Regions from separate parts of the Xenopus laevis genome. Here region 1 is linked to region 2. A link is a contact called in public Hi-C data. All regions are on one chromosome and are shown on one strand. Each heading gives the region's core, a stretch centred on a gene start, on an enhancer-like site or on the middle of the called end of the contact. The rest is flanking DNA. Distances are from core to core; before and after follow the strand shown.

What was found. Hi-C and Micro-C count contacts between places; a contact is called where the count stands out from the background.
Region 1: a contact with region 2 is called in a Hi-C map of the XL177 cell line, with 4 times the contacts expected there. The contact joins the enhancer-like site here to the promoter of LOC108702776 in region 2. A contact is called at or near these places in 2 of 4 Hi-C or Micro-C datasets (the XL177 cell line and the XTC cell line).

Annotation. Positions count from the first base shown.
Region 1 is chr9_10S:37,734,801-37,740,052 of Xenopus_laevis_v10.1, forward strand. No RefSeq gene overlaps it. Among protein-coding and RNA genes, the nearest start is that of LOC108702781, 25 kb to the right of the region's middle. Within about 2 kb of position 3,256, at least 1 of the 7 cell types and tissues checked has an H3K27ac peak or open chromatin away from gene starts, as enhancers often do.
Region 2 is chr9_10S:37,566,446-37,572,071 of Xenopus_laevis_v10.1, forward strand. It overlaps LOC108702776 (tigger transposable element-derived protein 4-like), which reads right to left and starts at 2,350. Exons shown (of 2, transcript XM_018238461.2): 1 at 1,574-2,350. The coding sequence starts at 1,592.

The DNA.
Region 1 (5,252 bases), core at 2,006-4,505, 170 kb after region 2:
CATAAACTCAACAACACATTTCAACAATGTAGATAGATGGAATATGTTATTATAGATCCGCAGTGGGGTCTGTGTATCGTAGATAGTAATAAGTGGTGTTTTGGAGTCCAGATATTGCAGTCCAGTGACTTCCTTAGCGATTAAACAATCGCAAAATATCCTGTCCACTCTCACAGATCACAAATAGGTATATGGACCGTACTCTTGTAGTTTTCACCGCTATGCGGATTGAAGTAAACGAGTGTGATGAGATTAGCATCCGGGTTCCATATCTGCCGATTTAGGAAGAGTGAATAAGTTCCACCGCCATGCTTAAGAAGCCTGTGAGCATAAGATCTTGGAGAGGGGCCCCTTCTCCCAAGTACCGCACCAGTAAGTAAGGCAAGTATTTGCCTTCTTCCTCTGACTCTTTCCAGCTTGCAAATAGGAGTCGCTGACCCTATCTAAAAAAACAAATGCTCTGTAAGGCTACACATTAATATTGTTAATGCTACTTTTTATTACTGATCCTTCTATTCAGGCCTCTCCAATTCATATTCCAGTCTCTTATTCAAATCAGTGCATGGTTGCTAGGGTATTTTTAGGGTATTTTGCAAAATGGAGAGCTGCTGAATAAAAAATCTAAATCAATCAAAAACCACAAATAATAAAAAAATGAAACCAAGTGCAAATTATCTATGAATATCACTCTATACATCATACTATGGTGAACAACACCTTTAAAAATTAAATGCCAACTGCAAATTGCCTCAGAATGTCACAGAATATTTATACGATATACTTAAAGGAACAGTAACACCAAAAAATGAAAGTGTCTAATACGAATGAAATATAATGTACGGTTGTGCTGCTCTGGTAAAACTGGTGTGTTTTCTTCAGAAACACTACTATTACTATTGTTGATATAAACAAGCTACTGTGTAGCTACGGGGGCAGCCATTCAAAGCTGAAGAAGGAGAAAAAGCACAGGATACACAGCAGATAACAGATAAGCTCTGTAGAGCTGTACAATGGGATTCTTCAGAACTTATCTGTTATCTAATGTGCATCCTGTGCTTGAATGGCTGCCCCCATGGCTACACAACAACTTGTTTACATAAACTATTGTTGTCTTTCTGAAGCAAACATGGCAGTTTTATCAATACAACACAACAATTTTTTTTAATTGTTTTAAAAATGTAAATTTATGCATAATGTCATTGTCGTTACAAGTTAAACATCCATTAAGCAATAAAACCTTTTGATCAATGGCAGTTTTGATTGTGTGTTATTGGATAATATAAACGTAATATACATTCATAGTACGGGGTGGGAAGGTAAGATTTGAGAAGTATTACAAGTTGGGTAGTGGTGGTCACATTTGTGAGTTCACCACTATTTCTAACAAAGTGATTGTGGGAGGCCTCTTTTATTTTCCAACAACAACATAAACAACAACATAAAGTAAATAAAAACATTTAAATCAACTGAGCCCGTTACTCGCCCTTGTTGGAGGGATTTTAACAAGTCTTCCATTATCTCCATATCGAGGAATCCTGGGAGGCAGCCATACACCCCTTTTTTAGGTCGTGAGTTCTAGAATTAGGGGGTTAGTCCCTCAGAGACTTTCTAAATCATACCACGTGGTTCGGTAAAATTTAGAAACTGTCAGTTTTCTTACGTCAGACGGGAAACTTAGGATATAGGTGGTATGTAAAAAATTTTATTAGACAATCTTTAATCTTTTGGTGTTACTATACCTTTAAAGTTGACTAAAATGCTAAGCTGCCCTTTAAGAGTGCAAGTAGTTAATAATAAAACACGTGTCTTATCTAAACAGTGTTTTCACTGTGCTATAGTGTTATTCCCTATATTATAGAACAACTGATTCTTTTGTTGCATTACATGTGATACTGTTTATCGTCATTAGAAACTGGGGACCATAAAACCTGATTAATCAGTTACGACCAGGAAGCAGATACATGGGAGAGAGTCGGCTTCAAGTAACAAAGATCAATGCACTTGTTTGAAAAGGAACCTAAGATCATTATTTCCTATACATTAAGTAGTGATATCCAGGTTGATGACCCCTAATTGCTCTTTTTATAAAAATGTTTTTATTTTTATAGTACTGACGAGTGTTCTGTTACTAAATATTCCCATATATACTCTTTACATAGAGTGTTTTAAGTAGTTCCCTGTGAGGGAGGCATTTGATCTGAATTGTTCCCAATTTATTTCAGAGGAAATCACCAGCAATGGAAGGCGCACTCATTTATCATGGGCGCTTGGTCTGTTGGTCTCTAGATAGGACCTCTGCTTACAATGTGTATCAGTTAGGATTTTTTTTTTATTCAGTAAAAACTTATCAATTTACAATAATAATCATGAGCTCAGCTAAATCAAACTTATTTGAGACTATCACCACCAATAAGCAAATAAGAGTCCATCAATCTTTGGCTTGGCTCCGCACTTTCCAGCACCACCATATACCAAATCCTCTCAGAGACCTTCCTCTGTCCATAATTCCCACCCAAAAACCGAACCCTGGCAAAGTCTTTCCTTTGTCCATGAAAGGGGGGTTTACTCCCTTCCCACCCACCACCTTCACCACCACAAACCCGGCCACAAAGTCCAAAAGTCCGGCTTTCTATTAGTGGGCCAATGTAGCACCCTTCCCACATACATGTAAATTCCCACTTCCCCATCCCGACCAGGACACATACTGTATATTGCAAAGCCAAAGAGCTTGCAGAACTTGTCCACTGAAAAGCATGAGCTGGTGGTGTTATTGTGTCTGCTTTTTCCTCCATCTGGGCACTTTTGCCAGGACACATCTTAGAGGGTAGAAAGAGAAAAGGGTCAGAAGACTCTTCACAAGATACCAGCCCAGCACCCCCCCCCCCCCACAGTTGCACCCTAAGCAGATGCCACTTCTTCCTACCCTATTTCTGGTCCTGGATTTCAGATCTGAGTTTTGGGAGAACTCTCAACAGGCAGCAGCCTTATTCAGGCCTGAATTTCAGCCATGCGCTCCCCAAGGCCGATTCACTCCGCAGGGTCCTAGCCAGGGCTGGAACTAGGGGTAGGCAGAAGAGGCACGTGCCTAGGGCGCAAAGTTGGAGGGGCGCCAGGCATGGTACCTCTTCTACCCGATTCCCCTTAGCTCAGACCCTTGTGCCCCCACCTGCGGCAGCAATTCCAGCTGTTAGTGCTCCTCCATGTGTGCTCCTCACGTACGCATTACCAGGGGGTGCACTGGTCCGCGCATGCACAATTGCTCGTTCGTGCGCATGAATGTGGAGGGGGGCAACATAGTCAGCTGGGCTGCCTAGGCCGCCCAGCCGACTCGGCCTGGCACCGGTCCTAGCACTCATCATCTATGTGCCACAGGGTCCTAGCACCCGCCAAATTCTTTCGCAATCCGCAATCTCCTGCCTGCCCCCCTCCCCACAGGAGCGTGCATGGATTAGAATGTGGCTGGACACCTCTTCAGACTTGCTGCCCTAGGCCCAGGCCTTTGTGGCCTCGCCACAAATCCGGGCCTGGCCTTATGCAGCTAATGTTGGATCTTCTTAATGATGATTCTGTGTCATTTATAAAATTTATCAAGATAAGCCCATATAAAACATGGGTAACCAACCTGCCCTTTCAGCTAAGGAGATAGGCACAGTGTACAGACTGACAGGTATGTTGCACTTTGCACTAAGGCAATTGGCACATTATACAGTTTGGCAGGTGTGTGGCATTTTGCACTGAGAAGATAAGGCAGGTGTTTGGCAGTGGGATAGTTGCCCCCTCCCTCTCTCTGTTTGTGCTGACTTCAGAATAGACAGGTGCAGTAATTGCCGGCATTTTCTGGAGGTTTGAGAAAAGGAAGCACTACCATTCTCCCAAAGCCATAAATAACATTCATTTAAGTTGCAATATATATTTACATAGAAGTAGCCTAGAGCAAAGAGCACACACCCAATAGAAACTCTCCACTCTTTCTGCAGGGACAATATCTGTTTTACAAGCACCAGAAATCTTGCACAGATTGCTAAATATACATATATATATATGTGCAGGATAAACAAGTCAGAGATAGTGTAATCCCATCTCTGTATACAAACATTCTTCTTCTTCTCTGACCATGTACAGTTTGCAAAAAACTGTCCTGCTGAGTTCAGCAAATTCAACAGCAACACATTGTCATCTCTACTGTAAAGTATTTGATCCAGATTTGCTTGCATTATTTCTATAAACATTCCCATTGCTTACAGACTCTTCATTTTCTTTGCATAAGGTTACATAGGGAGAGGTATGGGCTGGCAATTGTAGATTCTACCAAACAATGCCCCATATTAAGCCTGTGGGACGCTGTTTGGGCTTAAAAAAGGCAAAGGCCAAGGACAATTTTCTGTCTAAGTCTGGATCTGGTGCCACCACCAACAGGCCATTTAAATCCCCATGATAAGAAATCATGTTGTATGTGCCAAAAGCATGATATGTGTGGCAGCTCTGGCTTACAGCAACCAGTCTTCAGCAGGACAACTGAATAAATGCTGCCAGTAATAGAAGATATATATAGGAAAGAAGTTGCATGACTGGGTGAGCAGAATTACCCCCCTTTCCCCCTCACCATTCGTCACCATCAAGCTTGACAAATCCCCTCCACTTCCTTAGCAAGCATACAAGGGCCTGGTCAAGAAATAGGCGAGAAGAAGAGGTATGTGCCCCCACTGTTCCGCCTCTCCTATCTACTCCTGGCCAGTGGGGGGAGTGTACAAGGACAGGGGGCACATTACCAACCCCAGCACATGCTGGCTGTTCCCTGTTTATGCCCCCCTCCACTGTTCTGGATGGGTCAGGGATGTGCAGACTGGGTGATGGAGGCTGCTGTGGCAGTTGGGCTCACAGTGGGTCCACAGTAAGGATACACCAAATCCACAATGCAACTGCACCCAGACCTGCATGGGGCTCATCAGGTACACCAGGTAATCCAGACCTGGAATCTGTTGATTCTGGCAAATGTCATTGGGATTGCCATAGGTAATCACTCAGGGCCGAATTTCTCTTTGGGCCGCCTCAACGCTGGAGTCAACCAACCACCCCTCCCCTCGCAAGCACTCCCTCCGCAAGAGGTTCCTTCACTCATGCAAGTGTACGCATGCGCAGGCTCCACCCGGAGCACTGGGGAATACGTTGATGGGATGTTTAAACAGCAGCGCATCCCCTAGTGCAAGTGCACGCATGCGCAGGCTCCTTCTGGCACACTGGGGAATACGTCG
Region 2 (5,626 bases), core at 1,100-3,599:
GTTGCTGATGGCTGACCTGAAACTGTCCTTTATATACCTAAAGCCAAAGTATAGCTTGCTCTTGTCTAAGAACAAACTGCCACCTCCAGTGACACAGTCCTGCAATTTTCCTTATCCAGTTAGCGCAGTGGCAACCAAATTGTGGGATTGCCCCCTGGTGGCAGGGAGGCTTAAAGGGATACTGTCATTTTTTTCAAAACGCATTAGTTAACAGTGCTGCTCCAGCAAATTTCTGCACTGAAATCCATTTTTCAAAAGAGCAAACAGATTTTTTTTAAATTCAATTTTTAATTCTGACATGGGGCTAGACATATTGTCAGTTTCCCAGCTGCCCCCAGTCATGTGACTTGTGATCTGATAAACTTTACTCACTCTTTACTGCAAGTTGGAGTGATATCAACCCCTCCCTTCCCCCAGCAGCCTAACAACAGAACAATGGGAAGGTAACCAGATAGCAGCTCCCTAAAGCTGGCCATAGATGTTGAGATTTTTAAAAGATCCTATCCTCATCGTGAGACCATGATTTTCTCTGAACGATCGTACGAATTTACCATCAACTAAAAAGACCAATTTGCCAGGAGCTGCCTGCTTGGCCCTGCAAACATAGATAGATTGCACTGGGGCCGACAAAGATTTTCTGACCTGGCCGATCAATTTCCTGACAGATGTCGGCAGAAAAATCGTAAGATGTACGATCGTTCGAATCCCACTAACCGCACGATAATTTCTAAGGATTGGTCGGACTTCCCTAAAATCGGTCGTTCGGCAAGAAGAATCGTCGCGTCTATGGGGAGCTTAACACAAGATAGCAGCTCCTTGGTAGATCTAAAAACAACACTCAATAGTAAAAGCCAAGTCCCACTGAGACTGATTCAGTTACATTAAGTAGGAGAAATAACAGCCTGCCAGAAAGTAGTTCCATCCTAAAGTGCAGGCACAAGTCACATGACCAGGGGCAGCTGGGAAATTGACGAAATGTCTAGCCCCATGTCAGATTTCAAAATTGAATATAAAAAAATGTGTTTGCTCTTTTGAGAAATGGATTTCAGTGCAGAATTCTGCTGGAGCAGCGCTATTAACTGATGTGTTTTGAAAAAAAACTTTGTTTTTTTTCATGACATGACAGTATCTCTTTAAAGCAGGGGCAATTGGGTATATAATTGAAGCCAGCCTGTGACCCAGGGTTAAATAAGATTCTATTGTCACTGCTGTGTGTTCCTGGATAATGGCTTTTCTGTATAATGTCTCCCATACTTGGAAATCAGCCCAAAAAAGTGTTTTTTTGGGAATGAACATAAATGGATATCACCCAGTCCCAAAGCAAGGTGCCACTCAGCATATCCAGCCACAAGAATGGGGGGGTTATTGTAAAGCATCCCTCAGTGTGTCCAGCCTGGAAGCATTCACAGCTCCTGCACTGCTGGAGGTATAACGGGTGTTGATGGGAGTCGCAGTACAGACATTGAGCACATGGTCCCTTCACGACACAGAGGCCTCACTGAACTCCACATTGACTCCCACACAGCGCAGCATTGCCATTGTGTCTACACCCTGTCTCCCAGCAATCACATACCTGTCTGAGCCTTGGACATGCTTCCTGCTCTCTCCCCCGGGACAGACCATAAATACACAGGGAGAGCCTTGTTTCTATATGACTGCTCACAATCCCATCCCTGGGGTATTTCCCCTGTTTTTAGCGAGCAGTTGAATGAACCTTCCCTTGCAAACAACGATCCGGAAGGGAATCATCGCTGGGGGCTCATGGGAAATTTTACATTAACCCACCTCATCCCAAAATTGCTGCACACTGTGCCTGCTCCGGACCCCTAAATATATGAATACGTATCCCAGAGGCAGAGGGTCAGCCAGCCTGCGGGCGGCGTGAGCCACGAGTAATTGCTAGGCATTTATCAACCCTCCCCCCCCTTGAGATCGGTATAGTTAGTATATCCTGGGACAGTGCGGTTTCCATCGCATGGGAAATAAGGAGAGACGCTCAAACCAACCGTACAAAGGGGGTGCATCTCATATGCAGGTACAGTGAGTATGACAATGTATTCTCTCTGTAATACAGCCCAGAGCTATCCTGTAATGAAAAACTAAACGCTTTCCCATCCTGCACAACACAATGATTTCTATTTTTAAATATAAAACGTAAACCAGACTGATATCATAATTAGCTGGACAAGGATGAGCCCATAAGAGCTTGTAATTGTATTTAAGATCAGAGAACCCCTAAATTACCCCCATTCGCCTCCATTGCTCTCTCTGCCTACAGGCTGGTAATCTGATCCCATTCATTTCTATTGGACTGGCACACTGGCACACCAACAACACACACACCTTCACACATACACACAGCTGCACTTATAGACTTGTACACACACACTGGGGCTCATTGATAAACTTCGCGCAGGGCAGAATGATCCGCACATTGAAAATATTTGCCCTGCGCATGGTTATATTTATAAAGCTGGATGAGTGGTGTACTTCATGTACTTTTTTCATATTGTGAATGTTCATAAGAGCTTCTTAAATATGGCGAAAAATGCAAATTGCATTCTCTGCGTCCGAGTGACACCACGACTTTGGTGGCGGAGAGAATATTCGCAAAACAGTTTTGCGAATTTAAGTTACTGTCAACACTATTTTCACGCACAACAACGTCTCATTTGCGAAAATTCATGCACAAAGCAAATTCGCAAAAAAACAGAAAGATGGGCACAGCAGTGCAAAATTTTAGCATTCAGGCATAGAGTTACTTTTTAGACACACACAGTCAAACACAGTCAGTTATTTATAAACAGTGAGCAAATTTGCTCCTGGGCTGTAACCCATGGCAATCAATTAGATGATTGCTTTCCGTACTCAACCAGCAGCTGGCTGAAAAAACTAATCACTGATTGGTTGCTATGGGTTACTACCCAGGAGCAAATTTGCCCACTGTTTATAAATGAACCCAATACAGACAAACTTATACACAGCCATATTAAGTAGGCCATACATGGTCCCATAATAGCTGCCGACATTGGCCCGACGGGCTTCCCCGATCGATATCTGGCCGAAAGTCGGGCAGATGACGATCGGACGGGACTAAAAATCCCGTCGGATAGCGGCCGCATCTGTTCGTTGATGCGGCCCCGCGATCCGACCGCCCGTTAGCCATCGTTAGGATCCATCTCAAGGTGGGCATATCGTGGAGAGATTTGCTCGTTTGGCGACATTGCCAAACGAGCGGATCTCTCAGTGTATGGCCACCTTTACTGTATATACAGACACTTGATCACATGCTCTTACACAGGCTGCGCGCTGCGTCTGCATCAGACAGTCGGATTGCGTCGGATCAATACTGCGACACCATGCAACAATTCTATCTCTTGCCTTATTTTTTGTCGCATGCATTTTGTCGCAGCGCGTCTGATCATGACAAAATCGCTCGTGGAGTCATACCCTTAAGGTAACGTTTAGTATGTTGTACAATGGCCAATTCTAAGCAACTCTTCAATTGGTTTTGATTATTTATTTTTTGTAGTTTTATAATTATTTGCCTTTTTCTTCTGACTCTTTGCAGCTTTCAAATGCTCTGTAAGGCTACAAATGTATTGGTATTCCTAATTTGTATTACTCATCTTTCTATTCAGGCCCACTTCTATTCATATTCCAGTCTCTTATTCAAATCAGTGCATGGTTTCTAGGGTAATTTGCAACCTAGCAACCACATTGCTGAAATTGCAAACTGGAGAGCTGCTGAATAAAAAGCTAAATAACTCAAAAACCACAAATAACTAAAAATCGATCAATCAGGGAAAATGGTTACTGAGTAGATTAGTGAGACAGTGAGGGTTGCACTGAGCCCGTCAGCTGGATCCTTGCCATGGGACACAAACGCGGTTAGCAAATCCTGTCTTCTGCAGCCCAGAATCTGATTTGTGAGTATTCCATCAGTGCCTTATCCTGTACCAGTTACTTCATCTTTATTTACATTTTTGGTCATCCATCTTGCTGCTGGTTATCTGATGTGGTTCTTTACCAGGCAGGACTGTTATGGGAGGATGTGATGTGTTCCCTACACTTGTTACACATATTCCTGCTTTGTGCACCCCATGGATCATCTGTACAGAAGAATATGCTGTGAGGAGTCCTGGCAGAGCTTACTAGCAGATAACACTCCTATAATAACAATAGGCAATTATATGTAGCTAGTGTTGTCATGGTTTCAGCAGAGCACACTGACTTCCTGTTATCCTTCTTCCTGTCTGGCACTATACAGCAAGGGCCACTTCAATGCACTACCCCAGCTGTCTCTGTGTCCATTTGGGAAGAGCCCAAACCAAAACCAATAACCCTAGAATACGTATCACCTGCTCACTGTGTGTAAATGCTTGAGTCAAACAATGTTTAAGCTGTATCTAATTTTGCCAGTGGGGAGCAGGTGATTTTAGTGTTGGGGTGGTAATTAGTTAATTAATTAATGCACCGAATCCAGGATTCGGTTCGGGATTTGGGCTTTTAAAGCAGGATTCGTATTCGGCCGAATCCTTCTGCCTGGCCAAACCGAATCCGAATCCTAATTTGCATATGCAAATTAGGGACGGGGAGGGAAATCACGTGATTTTTTGTCACAAAACAAGGATGTAAACCCAACCCCAATTTGCATATGCAAATTAGGATCCGGATCGGTATTCGGCCGAATCTTCCGTGAAGGTTTCGGGGGTTCGGCCGAATCCAAAATAGTGGATTCAGTGTATCCCTAGTAATTAAAGACATTTCCTACACTAATTTCTTCACAGTGTCCCAGGAACAATGCAGTAACAATTTCATATAAATTCCTAGAACATCTTACAGGATACATGTAGTTCCAGTATGTTAAATAATACCCCAGAACATACAAATAGATAGATACAATATTATACATTCCATAACACATAGCAGGATAAATACAGTGCTAGCCCCATGTATCATGCTCCTAGAACACATGGAGGTAACTGAACAAAACCAAAGCAAGTCAGGGTTCAAGTTTCCGGTCTGGCAGCACAATAACTGTCTAACCCTGTTAGAGCTGACTTATACAGTGGTGGCAATTGGGACACTTGCAGGTAAAGGCTCTGCTGAAGTGAGCAATTACATTGGGGGGTTCTCTTGTTAATTGCTTCTGTAATTGTCATAGTATTTTGATGAACCTGAGGCAAACCAGAGACAGCTACAGACAGACAGAAGGCACACCCACATACACCCAGATGTAAGGAAAGCCGTGGCATAGTTAGCTGGTACTGGGTCCATTGCAAATTCTGTTTAGGGACCCTGATTGAAAGAACATCAGTTGCCTGTCTACTTACCAATCTTAAACAAAAGATTAACTCGCAGGTTTTCCTAGGACAAAAGCTTCAACTTTATTGATGGGGAGGTGGTCAACCACAGCTATAATCCCCCCAATATTTCCCTAATAGTGGCCCTGTATATAGGTTCCAGAGTTTGCTCCTGAAATGGTTGCCCTAGTCATTTGCCTAGAGTTGCAGTTGCCTAGGGGTAGGCAAAAGAGGTGTGGGCCTTGAGTGCAAAAGAAATGGGGGGTGCAAAAGAAATAGGCAGTGCAATCAGACACAAACAAATGGTGAGGAAGGAAGAG